Regions from separate parts of the Mus musculus genome. Here regions 2 and 3 are each linked to region 1. The links are chromatin contacts, called in public promoter capture Hi-C maps. All regions are on one chromosome and are shown on one strand. Each heading gives the region's core, a stretch centred on a gene start, on an enhancer-like site or on the middle of the called end of the contact. The rest is flanking DNA. Distances are from core to core; before and after follow the strand shown. Region 1 holds the start of Rem2 (rad and gem related GTP binding protein 2). Region 2 holds the start of Homez (homeodomain leucine zipper-encoding gene). Region 3 holds the start of Slc7a8 (solute carrier family 7 (cationic amino acid transporter, y+ system), member 8).

Region 1 (4,166 bases), core at 769-3,268:
ACATGACATACACACAAATCTGAAATAGAAGATTTCCCTGGGGGCTGGAGAGATGGCTCAGAGGTTAAGAGCACTGACTGCTCTCCCAGAGGTCCTGAGTTCAATTCCCAGCAACCACATGGTGTCTCACAACCATCTGTAATGAGATCTGATGCCCTCTTCTAGTGTACATGTATACATGAGGTAGAACGCTATACATAATAAAGAAATTTATATTTTTTAAAAATTTTCCAAAAGGTGCAGGGTAGCGGTGTTGGTGGTAGTACACATCCTTTAATCTTTGGAGGCAGAGGCAGGCAGATCTCTGAGTTTGAGGCCAGCCTGGTCTACAGTTCCAGGACAGCCATGGATCTGCAGAGAAATCTTGTCTAGGGGGAAAGGGAGGAGATGTTTCAAAAGGCTAAGGAGCAGCCGGGCGTGGTGCCTTTAATCCCAGCACTTGGGAGGCAGAGGCAGGCGGATTTCTGAGTTCGAGGCCAGCCTGGTCTACAAAGTGAATTCCAGGACAGCCAGGGCTACAGAGAAACCCTGTCTCGAAAAAAAAAAAAAAGGCTAAGGAGCACTTATAAAAACCTATGGTTACCAAGGTCACCGCTCCAAGTATACATCTATTACAGAATATACTTTGTATAGCAAACTTATGAATAAAATAAGAATCACATTGGTTTCAGTTGTCAAAGTGACTCCCGGGAAGAGGAACCTAAATTGAGGAGTCACCTCTGCCAGATTAGTCTATGGCCATGTCTGTGGGGCATTTTCTTGGTTGCTAGTTGGTATGGGGTCCTGGCCCACTGTAGGCAGTGCTACTCTGGGCAAGGGCCCTGAACTATATAAAGTCAGCCAAGTGATCCAGACTCGGCAGGATTTCTGGCCAAGCTCCTTTCTTGTGTTCCTGCCTTGGCTTCCCCTGATGGTGCTCTCTAGCCCGTTAGCCAAATAAACCCCTTCCTGCCAAGTTTGTTTCTAGGTTTTATCACAGCAATAGAGAAGCAAACCAGAACAATAGGCTATGAGTGGAAACTGAAGGGGCTGTAGAGTTAAGAGCGTGCGTTCTGTAGACCCCTTCAGATCCTGCTCAAGGGCTGATCACCAGGGAAGTGGTACTACAACATATTCTCAGAGTTACTTGTAGTTTCTTCCATGGGAGAAGTTCACGGAGAATGGCAAAATATATCACCAATTAAAAAAGGTTGCGTGTATTTATGAGAACACAAGCCACTTTGTTTAGAGACCGTGGGTTGTCTAGGCATTGGGAATCTAAAGGTGGCAATCATACAAAGTGACACTTTGCAAGAATGCTTTGGGGACAGGCCAACCACCAACCCTTCTAAACCTTAGTTATGAAAAGGAAGAGAGATACTTGGCAAAATAGGGTGAAGCAGAGAGGCACGGTGTGTGCAGAAGGAGGCTGCCGGGAATGGGGACCCAAGAGAAAAGGAAGCTGGGTAGACAAGGAACAGTCAAGGAGTTGCCGGTTCTGGCTTCCCATAGATTAACCCTGGCTGTGCTGGCCTAGCGGTGAAGGCGAAACGAAGCTGCACAAGGAGGCTTCCCTTCCTCAGAGCTCTCATCTGCCTGAGGACTTTTGTAGCTCCTGAAGAGGCCGAGTGAAGGACCTAGACAGTAGGGTGGCCATTCTCCAGCTTCACATCCCTTGATTCATTTCTGTCTTTCCATTTAGTCTTTAGTCGTCTGTCACACTCTTTAGCCACTGAGCACCCACCCTAAGCTGGACGATGGGGTGGGGGCTGGAAACAACAGACAAGGTTTATAGTCTTGGACACTGGAGCAGAAGTCCTCTGGCTCTCAGGGTCCCTGCCTCCTGCCACTCTCAACTCCTTTATCTGCAGCCCCCTGCCTCCACACCGCCCTCTGAAACCTTTTCTTCCGTCCCCCTGACTGCTCTGTTCTGCCCGTATGCCAAGCTGTGCCTATGCAGGGAGTATGCTCCCAGAGGGAAGTGACACAAAGAAAAAGGAGGGAGACAGAAGGAGGGAATCCCGCTTACATCACTGCTCATTAGCATATGTGACCTCATCAGGAGGCGGGACAATTTCCCCAGGTGTCTGGAGCGGGGAGGGGTGGGGAATATGATGGGGGGGGGCAGTATTTAAAGGGAAAAGCTGACAGTGCTGCTGAGTGAGGAACCGGTGCTCTGAGCCGCTGGGCTGCACTCGCACATGCACGCCGATGCACACGGACCTTGACACCGACATGGACATGGACACAGAAACCGTAGCACTTTGTTCTTCCAGCAGCCGCCAGGCCTCCCCACTGGGGACACCCACACCAGGTGAGGGCTAAGGGGAGTAGGATGTGGCTAAAGCTGTGGGTGGGGGAGCTGAAGCTTTGGTGGGAAGGTCTGGGCAGGATCCAACGAGAAGGGAAGAGCAAATGCGGCAAGGGAGACCCCTGCACTTTTGAGGTCCGGACGGCCAAGGGGAAGGGGGAAAGCTGCCAGGGTGCCCCTCCCCCAACGCTCCCAGGGCTTCGCCAGAGAAACTGGCACTTGGCCCCTAGGTTAACCTCAGCCCTGTTAGGCAGAGCCTGCCAGAAGGGAAGGGGGAAGAAAAGAAGCAGCCCACAAACCTAGGAATCCCCAGCTAAGGGGGCTTCCCTGGGGACCTGTTGTAAGGGCTTCTTCTAGCTCCATCGTTGGCTGCCTGCCAAATATTGATCCTGTGCTATTTATAGCCTCGCTCCATCCCCCTTTGTTGTGTCTGTTGTTGTTCCTCTAGTTACCCCAACCCCTGAATTGTCATCCTCCTCACACACACTCTCCACCGCTACCTCCCCACGAACACAACATTGTCTCCCACTCGCCAGGACAGGCAAGGATCCAGGAGGATTCTCTCTCACACACAAACACTCACGCATGCGATGCTCACCTACCTACGGGGACACAGGAAACAGTACGCTCCCCTTCTTTAGCCCTCCTCCCCCAGACCTAGAAATAAGGTCCCTGCGGAGTTTCTGATTCTGCCTACACCTGCCAGTCTGGGACTGGGGTGCAGGAAGAAATAGGAGGCAGGGCCCATTAGAGGGAAGATATAGCTTCCCAACTCACTAGGCCTAATGTAGGGGCGTGCCTATGACGGTGTAAGGTGTGAGTGGTGTGTAACCCTGTGCACAGGACCTCCCTCAGTGACACAAGTTTTGATCATGTTGTGGCTAGGATCAACATGGGAAACTATCATGCCAGCGCCTTGAAAGTTCATTGCTTTTGAGTTTCAGGGGAATTTTTAGTGCACAAGGCTAGACTAATGACTCTCAGCTCTTTTGGGGTCACGCTCTTTATCTGGGTGTAGCTGAAGAAGCAGCCTGAATTAACCGCTCATCCGATGTCTAGATATATCTCACCCATGGCTTCCTTCTCTCCCCCTCCCTAGAAGCAGATACTACACTTCTGAAACAGAAGCCAGAGAAACTGTTAGCAGAGTTGGACCTGAGCGGGCCTCCTCCTGCTCCTGGGGTCCCCAGACGAAGAGGAAGCATGCCCGTGCCCTACAAACACCAGCTGCGGCGGGCCCAAGCTGTAGATGAACTTGACTGGCCACCCCAGGCCTCCCCCTCTGGCTCCTCTGACTCCTTGGGCTCAGGGGAGGCAGCCCTTACCCAAAAAGATGGCGTCTTTAAGGTCATGCTCGTGGGGGAGAGTGGCGTGGGCAAGAGCACTCTAGCGGGCACTTTTGGAGGTCTCCAGGGAGACCATGCTCACGAGATGGAGAACTCAGGTATTCAGGGGCACCCTGGAGGGCTCTAGTCAGGCATGAAAGTGTTTGCATTGTGAACAGTCCCTGGAGGACAGAATCTAAGAGAAATTTCTCCATTGCTTTCTATGAAGTTTGCCTGGAGGCGACTCCCTAATGTCAGGAGGTGTTCCTGGACACCAGGTCTCACACGTGTTGGGGAATCTCCTCATGTTTTCTTCCTTCTTTCCCAACAGAGGACACCTATGAGAGACGGATCATGGTGGACAAAGAAGAAGTGACTTTAATTGTTTATGACATCTGGGAACAGGTGAGGACTAAGATGTGTCTGACTCTGCAGGGACTGGGGAAGAGCAGTCTGGCTGAAGCTGCTGGCATTACCCATCCTGGCTCCAACCATGGCTAGCAATGACTCTGCATTACCACATCTCAAGGGGGAAAGGCCCACCTTGGCAG
Region 2 (4,166 bases), core at 696-3,195, 390 kb after region 1:
GATTACATACATGATCAATATCCAGTGTCCTGGATACTCAAGGTTAGCTAGTATCTAGTACAACACACTGGCTTGCTTGAAACAGTGTGCTTCTCCAACTGTTTATGCCCCCACACAGTTGCCCATTTCTGGGTCATATCTGGGTATCTATAATAACATAATTAAAACATCATGCAAATCTATGAAAATGTGGAAGCTAAGACATCTCAGCATGCTGAGGCAGGAGGATCGCAAATTTGAGGCCAGCGTGAGCAAAACTGTATAAACACAAAAATTAAATGTTTTGGAGAACTAATTCAAGAATATGTATTAAAACCCTGCCCAGTTAGGAGAGGGCAAGGCGACTGTGGAAGAGTGACGTATGTTCCAACTCAGATAGCTTCCAAAGGTCCAATCTCACTTCACTTTAAAGAAAGCCTAACTGGAAATAACATAATCAAAGTGAGTAGCTCTCTCCTAGAGTGGCATACTAGAATTACCTGAGAAACTTAAAAGGCCACCTCCGTCCCATGCTCTTCTGATTAATGGACTGGGACATAGGCATTCATAGTTTTTTTAATTATTTCTTTTTCTTTTTTTTAATTAGGTATTTTCCTCATTTACATTTCCAATGCTATCCCAAAAGTCCCCCATACTCTCCCACCCACCCACCCCCACTTTTTGGCCCTGGCATTCCCCTGTACTGGGGCATATAAAGTTTGCAAGTCCAATGGGCCTCTCTTTCCTGTGATGGCAGACTAGGCCATCTTTTGATACATATGCAGCTAGAGTCAAGTGCTCCGGGATACTGGTTAGTTCATGATGTTGTTCCACCTATAGGGTTGCAGATCCCTTTAGCTCCTTGGGTACTTTCTCTAGCTCCTCCATTGGGGACCCTGTGACCCATCCAATAGCTGACTGTGAGCATCCACTTCTGTGTTTGCTAGGCCCCGGCATTCATAGTTTTAAAAGTTCTCAGTGTGCAATTAATACTAAAAAGAGGAGTTAAACAATACACTAAAGACTGGTAATATTTATTTTCAATTGTAAGGTTTAGGATAATTCATGTATCTTAGTTTTTTGATTTCTGGCTTTTGCAACTACTGCTGTCTACCTATCCTAACAATATAAATGGATTTGAGACATGACTAAGAGTTCATAATATGCATCGATCTTGGCCCACACTGATTTTCAGACAAGTCTCAAGCTTGAGTTTTCTTCCAGCTGACAAGTCTGAGTTGCAACACCAGGAACCTGTGAGGCCTTTTCGTTTTCCGGTTGGTGGGGCACAAGAGTCGGGGGCCAGTTGTGGGTTTTTTCCTTTTAACCTTTCATTACCAAATGGCACTGCTCCCTATAAGTGAGGTCTAGTTGTAAATGCCTGTTGAGGTCGCCAGGAGGTAGTCATGGGGACAGGGGAAGCCCGGGAGGCATCTGAAGGGCCCGGAACTGGGTCAGAGAACAAAAAGTTTCAAGTACATGGGGCGGTCAGCTCCAGGAGGCAGGTGAACCTGCATCCTCACAGAGGGCGTCCCGACCCAACCTTTCCCATCCCCCCACTACACACACTCCTTAGCCTCCCCCAGTTACAACAACACAGATTCGAAAGTCCAGGGGAGGAAAGAGGGACAGAACCCGACGACTTCCAACGGAGGATTCTCCTCCCACCACGAGGATGGGGCTCTGAGGGTCGGAGGTTTCGCACCGGCCGGGAGGCAGGCCCAGGGGCTGGGGGGGTCGGTCACTCACCACGGCGCGGCCCCGGGCGGCGGCTCCCAGCCTCGCACTGCGGGCCGGGGCGGGAAGGGGGAAGAGGACAGAGGATCCAAGAGGGCGAGGGGCTGCGGCACGCCCGGCTCCTGGCGCCACGCAAAGCCCTGGACCGCCGCTGCCCCCTACCCCTGGACCGAGGCGCTCCGCCCCTACCAGTGCGGCGCGGAGGCGGAGGCGGAGCCGAGGTCCGGATTGGTGGGCGGGCTGATGCACAACGTACTGGGTCCGCCATTGGCTGCGTGGGTCCCAGCAGAGGTCCGCGATTGGCTGCGGAGAACCGGTCAGTGTAGGCGCGTGGGGCTGGGAACATGTCTTCCTGGACTCGGCGTCTGCAGTGGACCTCTGCATCCTGTGGTCCTTCCAAAGTTCTTTACTGAACTGGCCCCCGGTCCCGCAGGAAGGCCCTCGGAAGACCTTTTAAAACATCTACCACCAGTCAAACTGGAGCACAAGCGCTACCAGCAGCGGCAGCCGTGACGAAACGCTTAAAACCACGGAGAATGCGCACAAGAAGGATCAGATGTTTAGCCCCCAGAAAGACGAGCATCTTAAGTACCCAGGACTTCGGTCACTTTTGAGGTCAATGTGGCGAAAGTATTCTCAGTGACGAAATACTCTGGGATTCGCTGTTAGGGTGTAGTAAGATGTGCTGTTCACTAAACCATACTCTCCATACTTGGGGGTACAAAGTTCTCAACCAAATTTAGAATATTTAGGATTTCCCATTGTACTTGGAAACAGCACTTCTGAAGTGACTTGTGTTGTTGACATTTGAAGCTCAATCTTGGTTATTTGGGTCACTTTTTTTTTTCCCCCGAGACAGGGTTTCTCTGTATAGCCCTGGCTGAAAGGCAATATCAGCCGAGCAGTGGTGGCACATGCCTTTAATCCTAGCACTTCAGAAGCAGAAGCAGGCGGATTTCTGAGTTCGAGACCAGCCTGGTCTACTGAGAAACCCTGTCTCAAAACAAAAAAAAAAAAAGAGGGCTGGTGGGTAAGAGCACCCGACTGCTCTTCCAGAGGTCCGGAGTTCAAATCCCAGCAACCACATGGTGGCTCACAACCATCTGTAACAAGATCTGATGCCCTCTTCTGGTGTGTCTGAAGACAGCTACAGTGTACTTACATATAATAAATAAATAAATCTTTAAAAAAAAAAAAAGAAAGAAAAGGGCAGTATCAGTCTTTGCTTGTATTCTCAGACCTCACCGTCGACTCTTCCTTACCTACTGTCACATGAACTCAAATGGAGGCTGAAAAGATGGCTCAGGGGTTAAGAGCACATGCTACTCTGACAGAGGACCTGAGATAGATTCCCAGCACCTATATCACAGTCAGCTGTACCTCCAGCTCTATCCGGTCTGAAGCCCTCTTCTAGACCTTGTGTGAGCGTGTGCGCTGACACTGTCCCATGTTGTTGCCCCCACCCCCCCATACGTTTAAAAAATAAATCTTAACAAAAAATTCAAATGGCTATCAAAGATGGCCAAAGGATGACTCCACCCAAGTATAGCTTAGTGAATGGTGTGTGTGTGTGTGTGTGTTTGAGACAGTGTTCTTTTCTGTAGCCTTGGTCCTTGGCTGTCCTGGAACTTGATTTGTGGACCAGGCTGGCCTCAAATTTAGAGATCCGTCTGCCTCTGCCTCCTGAGTTCTGGGATTATAAACTTATACCACTACCACCCAGCTGGTGAATCAGACTTTAATCACGTTATTCACAGAAGTACGAGCAATTTATCAGTGTCTGTACTAATGAAGTAAGTGTCTCCCTCATCCCAACACTTGTTAACTGTTTATATACCCTCAGGGAATGGAGGGAGCCTTGTGAGCTCCCCCCCCCAACAACCTCCATGAGCATTTCTGTAAACTGTGGGTGGAGCCTCATGAATTCAGTGGCAATGGACCCAATTGTGTGGATCTCCTTCCTTCCAGGTAACCACCCACAGTCCGAATTCAGGAATGGACAAGTTTTCCATTCACTAAGGACAGCATTCCGTTTCACACTTCCTCTCTAAGAAACCAGATACAAATCTCGTTTCATTTTTTAAGGGTTCCACTCCAAAACCTAGAGCTCTTTGCAGGCTGACAGACATCTTAAACATCTCTGCTTTGACGCTGGGCTGTATTTTCTGTTGCTAGCCTATTATTTGCCTCCAATCCCTTTCCTCATTTCACGAACTCAGTCTCAACATTAAAAGCCATCTATGTTGTCAAGTGCCTGACCAAGACACTGGGGGTAAACAAGGAAAAATGGGGTCCTTTTAAAAGACCTCTTTGAGCTGTCAGGTGTTGCAGGGTTATTTGATCACACTGGGAACCCCAAGATTGTGTCATTTACTGGAAAACCCGGTTTTTAGTTGTGGTGTGGCTCAGTCTTAGCCTACACTTTTAATCCAAGAGCTTTCTGCTTGAAT
Region 3 (4,166 bases), core at 1,037-3,536, 310 kb after region 1:
TGCACATCTGTGTATGAATCAGATACTTCTTCAAGGTAGGGTGGGTGGATGCTAACTCTATCAGTCAAATTGATGAAAGACATAACAGGCTCTGGTTTATTTATAGATCTTAAATTGGCATGTGTTCTACAGGTTGTGTTGAATTAAAAAATATGATAAGACCAGATAATGCGAGCTTCAGATCATGACGGCTGTTTTGTAGATCTGTTCCCTCAGAGCATTGTTTCTTTATAACTGTAAGGATTTGGAGTAATTAGATAACATTCCATTTTGAAAAGGGGTTGGAAAGAACATGGTCACTGAAGTCGGGGTGGAGAGGTGAAGAGGATTATCTGAATGCTGTACTGATTTTATTTGACTTCAAGGATGTTCTCCAGTGTCACTCTTTCTCTGGTGCCAAATGTCCCTGAGCTGTTCACGGAACACTGTTACACCAACAGAAACTAGTTTATGGGCAGCAAGAAACAGTATACCTTCACCAAGGAACTCCGGAGAGAGAGAACACGGAGACGCGTCTGAGACTGAGAGTCTTGTCGTACTTTCCCTGGGACAAAGCCCTCCACCAAAGATAGCAGACCAAAGCCCCCTTTGGGAGAGAGGGCAGTGATGAGCCACAGCCCAGCACCCATTTGCAGGGCTTCCTTGCAAAGACAAGAGTGTCCTACGTAGGCAAGGGAGTTGTCTCTGGAAGCCCGAGCCTTGCACATGTGCTCTTGGGAAGCGAGACCTATACTGGTTCTCTCTGGATCACCCAGCTCCTCTCCTAAAGAGCTTCCAAGCCAGAGCACACATTTCACCCATGAATTCCTCCTGTACCCCACAATCTACCACCTCCCAGTTCCCGCTAAGAACCTCACAGGGTCTTCTGTGGGTGTTAACAGACAGGCGCCCCCAACTAGGTAACCAGAAAAAAACAAAAAACAAAAAAACAAAAACAAAAAAACCTGGAAAACTCCATTTCAAGAACACAGTCAAGTCAGCTGGTTCTCCCTTCCATATTTTCCTCATCTGAGACAGCTCGGCTGTCACATCTGTTTCACAAGTGCTTCATAGGATGGGCCAGCCTATGAAGAACCATGATTATAAAGCATTTTTATTACTGTTTTTTTACTATTCGAGGCATTACACACCACAGTGCTTCATAACATAAGACAACATAATACTAAATATGCTTCAAACACAGATTCACAGCCTGCAGAGGGTGGCTGCACAGAAGCTAGTTAAAAATCCATGTGTCAGCCCGAATTAGGCTCTCCTGGATCAGAACTGCCTAGTGACAAGCCGGAAAGAATTTGTTACACTTCTAATAAATTCCCAGGCAATACTTGGGACGCAGAGCCTGTATGGTTCCTGACTCTTGTTTGTTCTATTCTAAGGAGAGAACAGCTCAGCCTGGCTTGGCTGAAGCGATGTATGACAGACATCACTTCCATAGCTCCGACTTGACCGGTGCAGTTGGACAACACAAGTCACAGACAAAGCAAAGCTGCCTTTGAGGCTTTGGCGGGGTTAAAGTCCCTCGAAGGACCCCCGGAGAGAGGGTGGGATGGCGCCGGGGGCCGCAAAGGACCTGGACTCACCTACAATGATACCACAGGCGCTGACCAATCCGATCTCTTTCTTCAGGGCTACTCCGCCCCCTCCCGAGCTAGCCTCGGCCTCAGGGCTGGTGTCAGAACCCGGGTGGTTCTTCGCGGTGTTGTTTCGCTGGCGGGCTCCCTTTTCCATCTTTCTCCGTAGGGTTCCGACCACCCAAAGCGAAAAAGAGCAGTCTTTTTCTAAACGCTCGTGCGTGTAAACGTATAGATATGTGGAAAAACAGAGTTTCCAATTAGAACGCCCTTTTCCGAAAACAGAGTGCGCTCCTACCCTCTAAAAGTGACAGCAAATGAGAGTCACACGTGTCACTGCCTAACAAACAAGGGCCGTGTTTTTAAATGGAAGGCAAAGAATATATATATATATAAATACAAAAATAGAACTGTACCAGCGACTCCAGCTGGAATTCTCCGGAAAGCGTTTATCTTCAGAAGCCCAGGATCGCTCTGCTCGGTGTACCGGGCGGCGGCTTGCTCTGGTCAGGATTTCCCTGCAGCCCTCCTAATGAAACAGATCGCCTCCACCTTCCCTTAAGTCTCTTCTACGATGAGGGTAAAAGTAGTTCTTCTTAGCTGAGGGAGCGGAGGAGGAGCCGTGCTCAGGTACTTTCTTGCTCGCCGGCTCTGGATCAGGTTTCCACCTGCTGCGGTCGCCCCTTCCTTCTCGCCCTTGTCGGCTCCGAGCTCCGTGCTCACTCCGCAGATCGCTCCATCTGTGAGGGCAGGGTGGCTGCTGCGCTCGCGAATGTGCTTCCCTTTCGGCTGCGGCGTTTATTTGCGGACCGAGGCTCCGCCCCCCACCTCCTCCATCCTTAAGCCGCATCTCCTCCCTCTTCTTCTATTTAATTATTAGTACCCCCTACCCCCAAAGATCACGGAGGAAGGGGCTTAAAACATTTTCTTTTCTTTTCATAGTGGGAGCAAGGGAAGGGTGGGCCGCAGGGGGAAGTCACTAGCCAAGGCTTCATCTCAGGTCGCACAGCATTTGTGAACTCTATAAGGGCACACGGTTCTGCGGGCTTCTAATGCCTTCAGAAACACACTGGCCAGTGTACTAAGATGTTTAGGTGTGGATCATTTGAGGACAAGGTCGAGAAAGCTGCAGAGATATTGCCATCAAGCTGTTTCATGAAATAGGGGGTGGTTTTGGTGTGTGTGGGGGGGGGCAATGTGGAAGAACTTTAAGCTGAAGAGTTTCTTTTAGGGACTGTCATGAAAGCTAAATAAAATTATGAAGAATATGGGGTAGTTGCAACGTTTTTCCGAAGCAGGATAAGGAGGATTCTGGCCTGCCCCATGACCCCTAATATTTTATCACAAATTATTTGAACTTCAGACAGGAGGTCGTGAGCCCCTCACCGATCATGAAACAGACGTGTTGATGCTAAGAATGGTAATGGTTAAGAATATTAACATTGCACCCCCATTTCCTTGAAGAATGTAATTCAAAACAGTTGCTCCACCTCAAGAACTGTGTCTATTTCTAACTGTAAAGTGCTTTGAAGAAAACAACAACAACAAAACAACCATGAAACAATATTATAGACCATGCTGAAAAACTAAAGTTTTTTTTTACATAGTCTATACAAAATGATTTGATTTTAAAATGAGTCTAAAAAATAAAATTCCAAAGGGCCTGGTGGCACACACATCTTTAATCCGAGCACTTGGGATGCAGAGGCAGGCAGATCTCCTTGAGTTTAAGGCTAGCCAGAGGTCCAAAGTGAAATTCTGTCTCAATAAGACAAACTAAATTCCCCAATCTGACCACTAATTACGCAAATTTGGCTTCACTCATTTTTTTAAGAAAAACACTAAAAAACTTGGACTTTTCAAGAAAATAAAAAAGTTAAGCCCTTTAGGAATGGGGTTGGCTAAGCTATCTAGAACGGCTCTTCCGGATAGGGTAAAGTCCAGACAATGAACGGTCTCCCTTCCCGCCTGCCCCTTGCTCACCCTACTCAGCAAGTATCAAGAGGTTTCAAAGGTTGAGATCTCAACTCCTTCTCCTTTTGCTGCTCTAAGATACAGCAGATTGAAAGCCTCAGCAAAAAGAGAAGAGAGTGGGGGATCGTGTAAATCATTTTCAACAGAGAAAACAGACAAGGTTGGGCTAGATAGCACAAGACTCCCAGGGAGGAAGTGAGGGGACATGGAGGAAAGTGAATTGTCTCTGGTCTTTTTTTAAACAAGCTTAGGAAGCACACGGGGACATTTGATGGTTTCATTATTAAGCAAATCCAATTTGAAGACTTCTGCCCAGATCGCAACATCAAGGGATAAAACCTTTCTGCTTCTCAAATGTGAGTTCTTTCAGTGATACTTTGTCGTTTCCATTTAGATGGCGCAGGCTTAGTGTGTGATGGATTTGGGAATCTCTCCAGAAAGGTGTGCAAACACAGAGTAATGTGCAAGCCTCCAGATCTGAGAAGTTGGAAAATAAAGACAATTACAAGTTCTATAAATCTCGAACCAAACAGATTTGGGGGTGGGTGGGTTCAGTGTGGCACCGAACGGGAAAGGGAGGCTTGTTAAAAACTGATATTTTTGTTTCTTTAGTATTTGGGA

The links. Promoter capture Hi-C pulls out the DNA fragments that hold promoters and counts their contacts.
Region 2: a contact with region 1 is called in a promoter capture Hi-C map of cranial neural crest. The contact joins the promoter of Homez here to the promoter of Rem2 in region 1. A contact is called at or near these places in 1 of 39 promoter capture datasets (cranial neural crest) and 3 of 484 Hi-C or Micro-C datasets (Th1 cells and embryonic stem cells).
Region 3: a promoter capture Hi-C map of embryonic stem cells shows a contact between it and region 1, with 2.4 times the contacts expected there. The contact joins the promoter of Slc7a8 here to the promoter of Rem2 in region 1. A contact is called at or near these places in 3 of 39 promoter capture datasets (embryonic stem cells, neural stem cells and stem cell-derived epiblast-like cells), 1 of 484 Hi-C or Micro-C datasets (uterus), 1 of 115 datasets of contacts at active chromatin or transcription factors (embryonic stem cells) and 1 of 9 other capture datasets (liver).

What each region holds. Positions count from the first base shown.
Region 1 is chr14:54,474,082-54,478,247 of GRCm38.p6, forward strand. It overlaps Rem2 (rad and gem related GTP binding protein 2), which reads left to right and starts at 2,019. Exons shown (of 5, transcript NM_080726.3): 1 at 2,019-2,293; 2 at 3,390-3,734; 3 at 3,947-4,020. The coding sequence starts at 2,191.
Region 2 is chr14:54,862,213-54,866,378 of GRCm38.p6, forward strand. It overlaps Homez (homeodomain leucine zipper-encoding gene), which reads right to left and starts at 1,946. Exons shown (of 2, transcript NM_001177705.1): 1 at 1,729-1,946.
Region 3 is chr14:54,779,600-54,783,765 of GRCm38.p6, forward strand. Slc7a8 (solute carrier family 7 (cationic amino acid transporter, y+ system), member 8) reads right to left here and starts at 2,287. Exons shown (of 11, transcript NM_016972.2): 1 at 1,581-2,287. The coding sequence starts at 1,728. It also overlaps a transcript of Rnf212b not described here.